2 separate regions of the Gasterosteus aculeatus genome follow, and region 2 is linked to region 1. The links are chromatin contacts, called in public Hi-C maps. All regions are on one chromosome and are shown on one strand. The core of a region is the stretch at or near the end of the contact, and the rest is flanking DNA. Distances in the headings are between cores, read along the strand shown. Region 1 overlaps cpt1a2b (carnitine palmitoyltransferase 1A2b). Region 2 holds the start of pih1d1 (PIH1 domain containing 1).

The links. Hi-C and Micro-C count contacts between places; a contact is called where the count stands out from the background.
Region 2: a Hi-C map of whole body shows a contact between it and region 1, with 2.8 times the contacts expected there. The contact joins the promoter of pih1d1 here to the enhancer-like site in region 1. A contact is called at or near these places in 5 of 6 Hi-C or Micro-C datasets (liver, skeletal muscle, tail fin and 1 more).

What each region holds. Positions count from the first base shown.
Region 1 is chr11:4,917,744-4,923,994 of fGasAcu3.hap1.1, reverse strand. cpt1a2b (carnitine palmitoyltransferase 1A2b) reads right to left here. Exons shown (of 19, transcript XM_040190830.2): 4 at 2,481-2,658; 5 at 1,311-1,412; 6 at 379-516. Among protein-coding and RNA genes, the nearest start is that of cpt1a2b, 8.2 kb to the right of the region's middle. Within about 2 kb of position 2,969, at least 3 of the 9 cell types and tissues checked have open chromatin away from gene starts, as enhancers often do. A contact at or near this core is called in liver, where this site is marked.
Region 2 is chr11:4,966,766-4,973,646 of fGasAcu3.hap1.1, reverse strand. pih1d1 (PIH1 domain containing 1) reads right to left here and starts at 3,826. Exons shown (of 11, transcript XM_040191829.2): 1 at 3,724-3,826; 2 at 2,940-3,077; 3 at 1,857-1,914; 4 at 1,568-1,756. The coding sequence starts at 3,020.

The DNA of each region.
Region 1 (6,251 bases), core at 1,720-4,219:
CGGCGGGAGCGGACGCACCTCGCGGCATCGATCGGACCCTGAAAGCACCGTCTCCACCTTACTGTCAAAAAGAACAACAGCGAGCGCGTAGAGAACTCCTTCGAGACGGACTTTTGCTCGCGGATGTTTGATTTTGGTTAAATTCTTAAGGTCATTTAATCATTATGTTTTGATCAGAGTTGTGATTAAAGGTTTGGGTGGGCCGTGAAAGATTTTGAGATTTCAAATTGGGCCGCGGCATTCTTGAGTTTGGGAACCGCTGTTTTAACCAATTAGATGTCAGATTCCAGATTCCAAATTAAAATAAACAGGCACAGAGGAAACTGTTGTAGGATTGCGTTCAAAACAATAAACTAATTGATGACTAGCATCACTTACATAGTTGGTGGCCCACAGAGCTTTAAGTCTCAGGTAGCGCTGCAGGCGGTTTCCCAGGTTGGCCTCAAACTGGCCGGCCAGCTTCGTCATGCGCTCAAACTCTGGATCGGTCAGCAGAGGGCGAGCTGACGTCAGATACTGGAAAGGGCGAGAGAAAGAGAAACATCAACCACAGTTTGCTTCTGGGCTCAATTTCTCCAACGAGACCACTGTACTGTATTGCTGTGGATTCATTATTAAGTACTTGTCACTATTTCCTAAGTATCCTCTAACTCACTGGACTTTATCCATCAGACTCAAAATGAGGACCTCATCAGAGACTGGGGACTTTCAGTAACACACAGCCATAGAACACACTGGAGATCTGGATGAAGTTGATTCACAGAGATTTACTGGAACACCCAAATAAATCGAGCTCACTAACACCAACGCGGTTGGATTGAGTGAAGCCCTCCCCTTTAATCCTAACTACGTAACTCTTCTCCTGTTGTCGTCGCACTGTTCTCCTCCTTGTCCTTCACTCGCCCCTCTATCTGGTTGTTGCTAAACTAACTGGCTATTAAACTAACTGACTATCTTGCTGGCCCTTCCGTTCTGTCCCCACGCGTTTACACACAAACACGAGAGCTGCAGCTGCCGTCTCTACATTATCTTGTCCTCAACCTTTTTTCCTTTCCCAGTATCATGAAGACTCCTGTCTTTTTATATCTTGTTATCCTGTTAACAGAGGGAAGGGAGAAGCTGATATATTAATAGTTACATCCCTACTTACCCAATTTCTCTAAAACAGATTATAACATGAATATATGTTGGACAATAAACATTTTCCCTCAAAAATGGTGTACATTTTGGGTAAATGGTGTACAAGACAGTCTTGTACACCCTGTGTACAAGACTGTCCACGTGTGTGTGTGTGTGTGTGTGTTGCTCACCCGGCTCACGGTGTCTTTGATTGGTGGAACAGGCAGATGAGGCAGTGAGGTCTGGTAGCTGTACAGTAGAGGCTTCCTGCTAGACAGCAACCTCAGCAGAGTCTGAGACAGGAAATCATCATTATTATAGTGCGTTATGTCGTTTTTGGTCTGTGAGTGTGTGTGTGCGTGCGTGCTGAGACAGACTGCGATTCTAAAGGTAACTGCTCTCCACAAATGCGGCTTAAATTAACCATTTTTGCCGGCTGGCGAATCTCTTCGAGCCACCAGCCAGGACGACGGGAAACAGGAGGAATTGTGGAATAATTCGCTATGAATAATACATGGTGCCGTGGGAGGGGGGGTTCTTTGCCTTGAGCAGAAAAACAAACAAAGAAACAAACAAACATTGTGTGCACAGCCCCGACTGAGGTATTTGAGCAAACAAACGATTAAATCAAAGAGGTAAGTTAATCATTCCAAGTTTAATAACTTTGGGTGGGAGACTCCTCATCAACGTTCAGGACGTTCTGGAGTGCTCCATTTACTTTTATTACCTTCAATGTATCCTTTAAATGCTGTAAAGTTTGTCCAAATCAAAGTTCAACTAATACAGGATTCTCCCAAGCAAACAGAATTCAAAACGAAACCTGCTCCACTTTATTATTATAAATCAGATCTGAAGTATTTGGGTAGAATGGTTACAGAATACAATTAGGGCCAACGTCCGACAGAACAAAAAGATGTGCTGGAAAAACTTAAATAAAGATCCGTCTTAGTCACAGTGTTAGTTCAAGCCGTACGATGTTCCCATAGAGTCTGTGACCTCTTAACCTCTTCAGCATACTTTGTGTTTTTAAACCGATAAAGAGAATCGGTCAGTGTCCCAATTAATCTCATGGATATTTCATAATGCTAAATCTCGTGTTTCAAGTGCGGAAGTGTCATCGACCAAGTGTGACCAAGTGTCAAAGACCCTCTTGTAGTTGTTGGAGTGACCGGTTCTAAGCAGGTTCAGATCGCCTGTTGGAGTAATGTTCTCTAAAGTAGAACGCTCTGACCTCATTCAGACCTCTGAGCAGTAACTTGTATGTAATTCAGCCACGTTCCTATTTACTTATTTTATAAATCTTTCAACTGTTTAGAGCAAACACTGATGATCTGTGAGAACCGTGAAGAGGCGCTGCTTACCACCCAGACTTTGGTGGTGTTGGAGACCCGGCCGTGCTGCTCAAACATCCACTGGTGGTAGGAGAGGAGCAGCTTGAGGCAGAACCGGAGCGCCAGGATGAGGGAGAGCCACAGCAGGGTGCTGAAGACCAGCACCGACAGCATGGTCTGACCCTGGGTGCTGAGAGACACGTGGAGGCTGCAGGGGGAGAGAACGATTACCAGCTGCCCAAAGTAGCAAAAATGCATAAAACAAAACACAACAAAAATCAGGAGGGAAAATAGCAATAAAACAATTCTAAAATTACAAGCCAGGCGTTTTCTATATGAAAAAAAAAAACTTTGTAAAAGGTAGTCTCCAAAAAACTGACTTTAAAAAGTACCACAGACAGGACTGTGATCCGTCTAAAGCGTGCACCATTACTGCCGGCAGAGGGCAGATTACAGATCTGTGGAAAATAATCTTGCAATGCTCATGAATTCAGGATTTTCAACTAAGGGTGGGAAAAGTTCTAGCTCCATCCACATCCCTCATATCACATATCACAGTGCAACAGCATCCTCTGCTGGTTAGACAAGGAAGATCATTTTATTTATTTTTCTGAATCACATGAAGGGAAAATAAAACATACAGAGTTTAATTATACACTGCCCGGCCAAAACAAGTCACACACTCACTGGCATTGTTTTTTGATAAGCTTCTGCAAGGTCACAAGATTTATTTCCATCCAGATCTTGTATTGATGATGGGAGCAAAAAGCCTCCTCCGGCACATCCCGAAGATTCTCAATGGGGTGAAGGTCTGGACTCTGGTGGCCAATCCATGTGTGGAAATGATGTCTTGTGCTCCCTGAACTGCGCTTTCACAGTTTGAGCCCGATGAACCCTGGCATCGTCTTGGAATATGCCCGTGCCATCAGGGAAGAAAAAATCCATTGATGGAATAACCTGGTCATTCAGTATATTCAGGTAGTCAGCTGACCTCATTCGCTTTTATTTGGCTGGGCAGCGTATGATCAAATGTATCAAGAATGTAATAAAATCATTGAGAAATTGAGATCCATCAATATTTGGCCATTACAGAGGCAGGTATTGGTGACAATGGGGCCAGTCTATAAAAAAGGAAGTTCTATAGTTATCAGGACAAGCTCTATTGGACATGTTCACGTATGAATACCAGGGTTGGAGAGCATGGCTCTGCAGCGCCTCCCAGAGGGGAGGGGATGGAGCTGGTTGTGTCCAGGCTTTGATGGGTGTGCAGTGATGCTCCCTGTCCTGGTGTCGAAAAACGGACCAGTTTTGGGATGGACGGCCGACTTGCTGGCCGATCCGAGCAGGAATGGAGGTGCGGAGACCAGACTGGGAAATGAGGGTGAACCACAATCAGCAGCTGCTGAGGCAGAGTCAACCAGGGCAGACAGTCCGGGTGCTGGATGGGTTCCCAAATATCCACTGACAGAGTTGGAGGCCCGGGAGATGTAGTCTGATGTCCAGGAGGAGCTCACCAAGCCAGGTTTTTAGAGGAACACGGAGCGGTGGATGCGCTGAGGTTTGCTGTTTAATGCCTTTGTCTGCTGCAAACGCCGGGGAGAACCGTTTCCTCCAACTAAAAGCGTTCCAGTTCAAAGGAAAACAGCAAAAAGTTGCCCTGTTTCACGGGTGGATTGTGGGATAATAAAAAAACTCTCTCCCGGCTATAAAATTGCAGCAAATAAGTACAGCTGCAAGTCTTTGGGGGTATGTCTCCATCTAGGAGATCGAAACGTTTGTCTTCAAGTCAGATTGGATACAGTCTGTGGACAGCGGTTTTTAAATCTTGCCATTGATTCCCAGTTGGATTTGAGGTCTGGTTTTAACTGGGCCATTTTAAAACATTAACATGCTTTGATTCAAACCATTCCATTGTACCGCTGGCTGTAGGTTTCGGGTCATTGTCCTGCTGGAAGATGAACCTCTGCCAGTCTCAAGTCTTTTGCAGACTGCATCATATTTCCTTCAAGGACTGCACAGTGTTTGGCTCCATCCATCGTTCCCTCAGTTCTGAGTAGTTTCCCTGTAGCTGCTGAAGAGAAGCATCCTCACAGCATGATGCCACCACCATGTGCCACTGTTGGGATGGTGTGCTCAGGGTGATGGGCAGTGTTTCCACCCCACATTGAGGCCAAAAAGTTCCATTTTGGTCTCATCTGTCCAGAGCACCTTCTTCCACATGTGTGCCGTGTCTCCCACATGGCTTGTGCAAACTCCAAACAGGATTTCTTATGGTTTACTTTCAACAGCGGCCAGATGTGTGGAGTACACGGCTGTGTCCTCTGGGATGATTCTCAGCTGTGGATCTTTGCAGCTCCTCCAGAGTCACCATGGACCTCTTGGTAGCTTCTCTGATTAACTTTCTCCTTGTCTGGCTTGTCAGTTTGTGTGATCGGCCTTCTCTTGGTAGGTTTGTGGTCGTGCCATATTCTTTCCATTAATGGATGGTGGAGTTTAATGTGCTTTGTGACATGTGCAAAGCTTGGGATATTTTTACATAAGCATACTTCATACGTAGCTACAACTTGATCCCTGATCTGTTGATGAGCTCTTTGGTCTTCATGATGCTCTTAGTTCAGTAATGCTCAGAGACTGTAGTGTATTCAGCGTAGGTCTATTCACTTGTTACACTTTGGTTGTGCACAGCTAGGAAGGCTATATTCAACTCAAACTCTGACGTGGTTTACACGTGGCTGAAAGATCCCAGTCACTTATGGCTTATTGACTTTATCTGGGTATCTTATCGGTACTTATAATCGGCCAGAACCTAAAGCATGGATCACTATCAGGACTGAAAGAGTCACATTGGTGCACAACAGTTTTAAAACAAAACTATTTGGTTTCATATTTCCTTATACGGTGGTGATGATTTACATCAATTAACAATGAAATAACTCAGTCGTATGGAAATACATATGGACAAGCTGTTATTTTCAGCGGCCTCAAACTGCAACGCGAGTTTGCAGTGTGCACAACTTCCTTTGTTTGCATGTGCGTGTGTGTGCGTATTGTGGAAGTGGTGTTGTCGCTAACTAACTATGTTTAGTGAGCGGTGTAGTAGGGAAGTGTGGGAAAGTTCAAGTTGCAGGTGCCACACCCTTGAATGTTTTGTGTGCTTCAAAGTAATGTTTGTTTTCAGCTGACCCTGGTTCCCTGCAGTTCCTCATCAGAACGAGACTGACTGGAATTTGTAAGTTGAGCCGTCACTTAAAGCTGGCAGCAATTATTGAGTCGGAGGTCCACCAGACCAGAAGTAATTTACCTACTGGAGATATAATCATGCTACTATATCCACTGCTGCTGTATATATTAGGACTAGCCATTTGTCCATCATTATTCTGCGTATTACTCATATAATATAAAATAATATATACATATAAATAATTATAATGATATGCATGCAAGACATTGTGAATCCTTTATCTTGTTCATTCTTAATATCTCTTCATCCATCTTCCATCACACTTCTGGCCATCCTGGAAGTGGGATCCCTCCTCTGCAGCTCTACTTAAGGTGATTTTGTGTACAGATTAAAAATCTTGTGATTTTGGGCTGTGCAAAATAAATGTAATTGAAATTTAACAGCAAGAATGTGATGACATCCATGTAAAATAAGTATGTGATAGGATCCGTGAACATTCACGTGTTATTTCTTATCTGTATCCATTGTGCAGAAATGCTTTTGTTAACACCAACGCCCTCTGCTTCAAAGACGCCCTCTGCTCCTCTTGCACAAGAAAAGCAGAGGGCGTTCAGTGTTTC
Region 2 (6,881 bases), core at 2,577-5,076, 49 kb before region 1:
GATTAGCACCTCTAAATCTGAGGCCATGGTTCTCAGCAGGAAACCGATGGATTGCCTACTCCAGGTAGGGAATGTGTCCTTACCCCAAGTGAAGGAGTTCAAGTACCTCGGGGTCTTGTTCACGAGTGAGGGGAAGATGGAGTGTGAGTTTGGCCGGAGAATCGGAGCAGCGGGGGCGGTATTGCACTCGCTTTACCGCACCGTTGTAACAAAAAGAGAGCTGAGCCGGAGCAAAGCTCTCGATCTACCGGTCAATCTTCATTCCTACCCTCACCTGTGGTCATGAAGGATGGGTCATGACCAAAAGAACTAGGTCACGGGTACAAGCGGCCGAAATGGGTTTCCTCAGGAGAGTGGCTGGCGTCTCCCTTAGGGATAGGGTGAGAAGCTCAGCCATTCGCGAGGAGCTCGGAGTAGAGCCGCTGCTCCTTTGCGTCGAAAGGAGCCAGTTATGGTGGTTTGGGCATCTGGTGAGGATGCCCCCTGGGCGCCTCCCTAGGGAGGTGTTTCAGGCACGACCAGCTGGGAAGAGGCCCCGGGGGAGACCCAGGACTAGGTGGAGAGATTATATCTCTGGACTGGCCTGGGAACGCCTTGGGATCCCCCAGTCAGAGCTGGTAGATGTGGCCCGGAAAAGGGAAGTTTGGGGTCCCCTGCTGGAGCTGTTGCCCCCGCGACCCGACCCCGGATAAGCGGTTGAAAATGGATGGACTAGCGGGACGTCAAAGCAATTTGCATTGCCTGTGGGTTGTGATTCACATTAGAGATAAAAATAAAAGATTAAAAAAAAAAAAAGTCTTGATTTGAAATGCTGCCCGGTTGCAGGGAAAGTCCTCGGACCATGAAGGAACTTTTCACCTCCGGTTATCACAGTAAAGGGTCTGCATACCAGAAGCAATGAGCACAAAGTGCCGGGCTGAGTGGGAATTTTGGAAATAGGCCGCCAAAGCAAATTGTTCCCTAAAAAACTAAAAAACCCAGCCGCGGATCTGTGATCGATGACGTTGAGCCACAATGACGCAATCCCAACACAGTGGGGAGACCGTCTTGTGGAGGACCAAAGGAATGGCCCTGATCTTTCTTTCTTTCGTTCATCTCTCTCTCACACGCAGCACACAGCTGGTCTGGGGTTTATTCAGGTTCCCACTGAAATCCTAGGTTCAAACTTGTCCGAAGCGGTCTGCTTCAGCCTGCCAACAGACGTGAAGGCAGACTCACTTCGCGGCTAGCGGTGTCATTTACTGCGGAAAGTCTTCAACTCGCTATTTATATCTGTTACTCTATGTTTTGCAGTTTGTCCAATGAAATCAGCTGGGCATTGGCTTTTAAATTACATTTTATGACGAATAATTGTCTTGTCTTCTGCAAACAGACAAAAAAGTCCCGAAGCTTGCTACAGCTCATAACGTCGTCCCGACCCACGCCGCCTTCAGCCGCCAGCCGTTAATTGCACCAATAGCTAGCCGCCGTCGAGCTGCCTCCACGTAGAGAGACACTTGGAGGCAATTAAATTAAATCGCAGCAAAGAGAAGAAAAGAGAGAAAAATAAAGCTCTCGGGTCACATACTGTTGTCTATTTCTGTGTGGGGCTCGCCGATGCTCATGGGTACCCTGTAGCCGCTGGGATCTTCCGATTGGAGCAGCTGCACCAGCTCCTCTCTGGAGATTTCCGGAGGCAGCGGTACTGCATTCGACTGACAAATGTTGATGAAGACCTTCTGCTTGCTTGGCTCCGAAAGAGTCTTCACACACATGCCTGAGAGAGGGGAAAAATAAACATGCACAAAAAATCCTTTACATAAACAAACTTCCAAAGTTGAGTATTTTGGTAGAACTCGTAGTGAGGAGGCACGTACCCGGCTGTGGTCGGATTACTTTGGAGTCTGGATTGTCAGTCTGCATCTTTCCCATTGTCTAAATACACAGACAGCAATCTATACAAGTTCACGTATCCATTTTATTACATATTCAACAACATAAAAAGAAAAGTTTGTGAGATGAATGCTTAAGTGTCATAGCAGAGGACAGGACAAGAAAGTGATTCAAGCATACCAAATAGGATAACAAACTACAAAGGGCTTGTTGGCAACTGATTTATAAGTGATTTACAATCACGATGTGTTGTTGCAGCATATCATATTCCCTCCTTGTTTATATGAACGCTCGGTCTATATTCCACGTCCTGTTTACTCTGATTAACTTAAAGGGACGGAGGTATTACAGATGGGGCGCGAGGGGAAATGTAGATTATTTTATTTGTTCTTATTTATTTATTTTTTATAATTATTATTTTATTTATAATCTTGTATTAATCCCACATGGGGAAATTAATCTCTGCATTTTACCCGTCCTTAGTAAATAAGGAGCAGTGTGCTGCTGTGAAGCACTGGGACTTCAGTGTCTTGCTCAAGGACAATAAGCTATTTTTGACAAATATTAGTTCTTTTTTTTAATTTGCTTTATAAGTGATTGCACATTTTATTTGTTTTTGGCTGATGGAGCAATCTGGTTTAAATGAAAGTGACTTACATTTTCTTTATTCTATTATTAAGAGTTAATAAAAGCACACACACAGAGTCACAAAATGTCCTTATTTCAATAAAAATTCAGCATGGACCATTTTGTTAAATTTTTGTTGGGGCCCGAACATTTTTCTTCCAAAGCCCACTTTGGAGGAAGAAGTTTGAGAACCACTGATCTAACGCAAATAAATATGCTTCCCAACATGAGCACAGCTTCTTTTAAAACAACCCGTTGTCACGTTTGAAATTAAGAAATAACAACCCACATCAGTGTGGATTGCTCCTCTCAAAAAGAGTTATGAGAAAGAAGAAAGTAAATGAGCCCTTCCTCACACGAACAACTGATGTATAATGTTTTATCATTTGACACATTGATGGCCAAAGTTTCACAGCTCATTTTTTTTAAAGCAATATTACCTGCAGCAGCAGCTGCTGGTAAAGCTCCTCTTCCTGCTGAAGCTCCAGCTCGGAGTTGAGGAGCGAGGAGTCCGTCGTCATGGCTACGGCCTAACAAAAGCCCAAACTGCACAACGGAGTTAAAGGCCTCTTATTTTCCTGTAAGAAAAATCATTAACATTTTAATGATTTAATAGCCCGTTTCCTGTGGAATTTCCCCTCCTCTTTGTTTATGTTTGGATTTGTTTGTGGTTTCTCTTCAGTCGAAAAATATGCAGAGAACTTCATAAAAGTTACATGTCTTACAATATGACGGCACTAAAAGGTGGGTAAAGGGATTTAGTTTGTTCCCAAGAATCATTTCCCTCATAGAAACCAAACATTATATCAGCCTTCATTGGGCAAGCTGAAATGGGTATTTCAGACGTATTGATACCTAGTGTTGACGTTAGCTAACAAAGCCCGAGCTAGCGGTTAGCACACTGATGCTAGCAGCACACTGGTTAAGATGAATGCAGGGCTGCTCGTTAGGAGACACCGGTCCAAAGTCTGATGCAAAGCCAGCCACCGTTTAAGAGTCTTTGCTCAAGTATGAGGAAAGGGGGTCGTGAAATACAGTGAAATAATTAATAACTAACTTAACGTTAAGACGGCACGGTTACTTTCAGCTGGCTGGTAGGGGAAACTAGCCGACTAAGTTATTTGTTTCCTTTTATTAAATAAGCCCTCTTAGATGTGTGTGTGTGTGTGTGTGCGTGCGTGTGTCCCGTGTGTTTATTTCACGAGAGAATATCAGCGTGTTTACCTTTTGCCGCCGTGCTGCTACAGGGAGACGTGGAGGCTGCTGCGTGACGCGACAACACTTCCGTTACGCAACCTACAAAATAAAAGCGCCATCATCAGCGGACACAGTAAATGCTCACATGCTTTTCTTAACTAAGAGAACCGTGACGACCCTCCCACGCACCAGGTCGGCTTGTGGTTGTGATTGTTGTTACAGCTGCTCATTGGAGGGTCGTCACCTGGATGAGCCACACCTGGCTCCTTAAAAGATCTCATCCAGAAACCCCGGGTTGCTGAGAGGAAGACCTGCTGGCTCTAGCAGGACATCGCGGCAGTCCCTGAGCCGGACTGTGACATATGGGGGCCCATCCATTCCTTGGTGATCCGGTGGGACACTGGAGTGCAGCTGGAGTAGCAATTCTTGTGGCATTCCTTGGTGATCCGGTGGGACACTGGAGTGCAGCTGGAGTAGCAATTGTAGCGTAACTGGCTGCGTACCACATGGTATGACTAAGGTTTTTCATGATGTTTTGGTTTGGGGAGACGTTTGAGGGTGTACATTACATTACAGGTAATTTAGCTGACACTTATCTAAAGCAACTTACATTGCATTTTTAACCCATGGCTTTTACATTTTTTCAATAGAACTGTTTCATAGGCTGGAATCACACATACTAAATAGAAACATAGGATAATCCTGTGTAGGTTTGCTGTTCGGCCATGGTGTGAGTAAAGTGCCCTGTACATTGTGAATTATTTGCTGTTCTGTCCCTGTTAGGCTGAAGACCGGATTCCCTTGGAGTTTGTTTGCTTGATTAGTGTGGTCACAAAAGTGGTTCGAGCAGTTGTCTCTGGAGCACGTCCGAGGTTTCAGGGGGGTTGCCAGTATATGGTGGCTTTACCGGGCCTACGGGTTAAAGTGCATACTTTTCAAACATGAAAAAAGGAAAAACCTGTTAGAAGTGGGTGTTCTCCGGCCAAAACTGCAGGCTGTTGATTCCGCTTCGGGCATATTTGATGCAACTGCCTCTAGTGGAGCGGCGGTGACAGAGTTAACACTTGAACAACACAAAGAGTTCCTATTGTTAAAAATGGAAATTAAAAAAATTAGAACTGGAAGAGCGCAGATTGAGTGTTCGGGATGGCGGTGGCTTGGCGCAGGTCTCCGTTGGCTCTGCTGGGCCTTCACATGTTTTTTATGTTACGGTTAATCTGAACTTGGTTCCTCCATTTTGTGAACAAGACCCGGATACATTTTTTTTTTTTTTGCCGTTTGAACGTCTGGCAGTGAGTAGAAACTGGTCAGATGCTGATCGCACGTTACTTTTACAGTGCATTCTCACCGGTAAGGCGCAACAAGCGTATTCTGCTCTCAGTGTAGCGGAAAGTAGAGTGTATGTATCTGTCAAAGCAGCAGTATTGCAAGCCTATGAGTTGGTGCCTGAGGCAATCTATACAAGTTCACGTATCCATTTTATTACATATTCAACATAAAAAGAAAAGTTTGTGAGATGAATGCTTAAGTGTCATAGCAGAGGACAGGACAAGAAAGTGATTCAAACATACCAAATAGGATAACAAACTACAAAGGGCTTGTTGGCAACTGATTTATAAGTGATTTACAATCACGATGTGTTGTTGCAGCATATCATATTCCCTCCTTGTTTATATGAACCCTTGGTCTATATTCCACGTCCTGTTTACTCTGATTAACTTAAAGGGACGGAGGGATTACAGATGGGGCGCGAGGGGAAATGTAGATTATTTTATTTGTTCTTATTTATTTATTTTTTATAATTATTATTATTATTTTATTTATATTCTTGTATTAATCCCACATGGGGAAATTAATCTCTGCATTTTACCCGTCCTTAGTAAATAAGGAGCAATGTGCTGCTGTGAAGCACTGGGGCTTCAGTGTCTTGCTCAAGGACAATAAGCTATTTTTGACAAATATTAGTTCTTTTTTTTAATTTGCTTTATAAGTGATTGCACATTTTATTTGTTTTTGGCTTTGGCTGTTTTTACAATACAGGTAATTTAGCTGACACTTATCTAAAGCAACTTACATTGCATTTTTAACCCATGGCTTTTACATTTTTGCAATAGAACTGTTTCATAGGCTGGAATCACACATACTAAATAGAAACATAGGATAATCCTGTGTAGGTTTGCTGTTTGGCCATGGTGTGAGTAAAGTGCCCTGTACATTGTGAATTATTTGCTGTTCTGTCCCTGTTAGGCTGAAGAACGGATTCCCTTGGAGTTTGTTTGCTTGATTAGTGTGGTCGCGAAAGTGGTTCGAGCAGTTGTCTCGGGAGCACGTCCGAGGTTTCAGGGGGGTTGCCAGTATATGGTGGCTTTACCGGGCTTACGGGTTAATGTGCATACTTTTCAAACATGAAAAAAGGAAAAACCTGTTAGAAGTGGGTGTTCTCCGGCCAAAACTGCAGGCTGTTGATTCCGCTTCGGGCATATTTGATGCAACTGCCTCTAGTGGAGCGGCGGTGACAGAGTTAACACTTGAACAACACAAAGAGTTCCTATTGTTAAAAATGGAAATTAAAAAAATGGAACTGGAAGAGCGCAGATTGAGTGTTCGGGATGGCGGTGGCTTGGCGCAGGTCTCCGTTGGCTCTGCTGGGCCTTCACATGTTTTTTATGTTACGGTTAATCTGAACTTGGTTCCTCCATTTTGTGAACAAGACCCGGATACATTTTTTTTTTTTGCTGTTTGAACGTCTGGCAGTGAGTAGAAACTGGTCAGATGCTGATCGCACGTTACTTTTACAGTGCATTCTCACCGGTAAGGCGCAACAAGCGTATTCTGCTCTCAGTGTAGCGGAAAGTAGAGTGTATGTATCTGTCAAAGCAGCAGTATTGCAAGCCTATGAGTTGGTGCCTGAGGCATACCGCCAGAGGTTTAGATCTTGGGAGAAGTCTGGGAGGAAGACATACGTGGAGTTTGCCAGGGAGTTGACCACTCACTTCACCCGCTGGTGTACATCACTGGAGGTCCATTCGTATGAGGCATTGTGTGATTTGATGGTTCTGGAGAAATTTAAAGACTCTGTTCACAGGCACATATCTACGTATATAAGTGAACGTAAAGTTAAAACAGCTGCAGAAGCAGCCACTCTGGCTGATGAATATGTGTTGACGCACCCCGGTAAGTTCCGG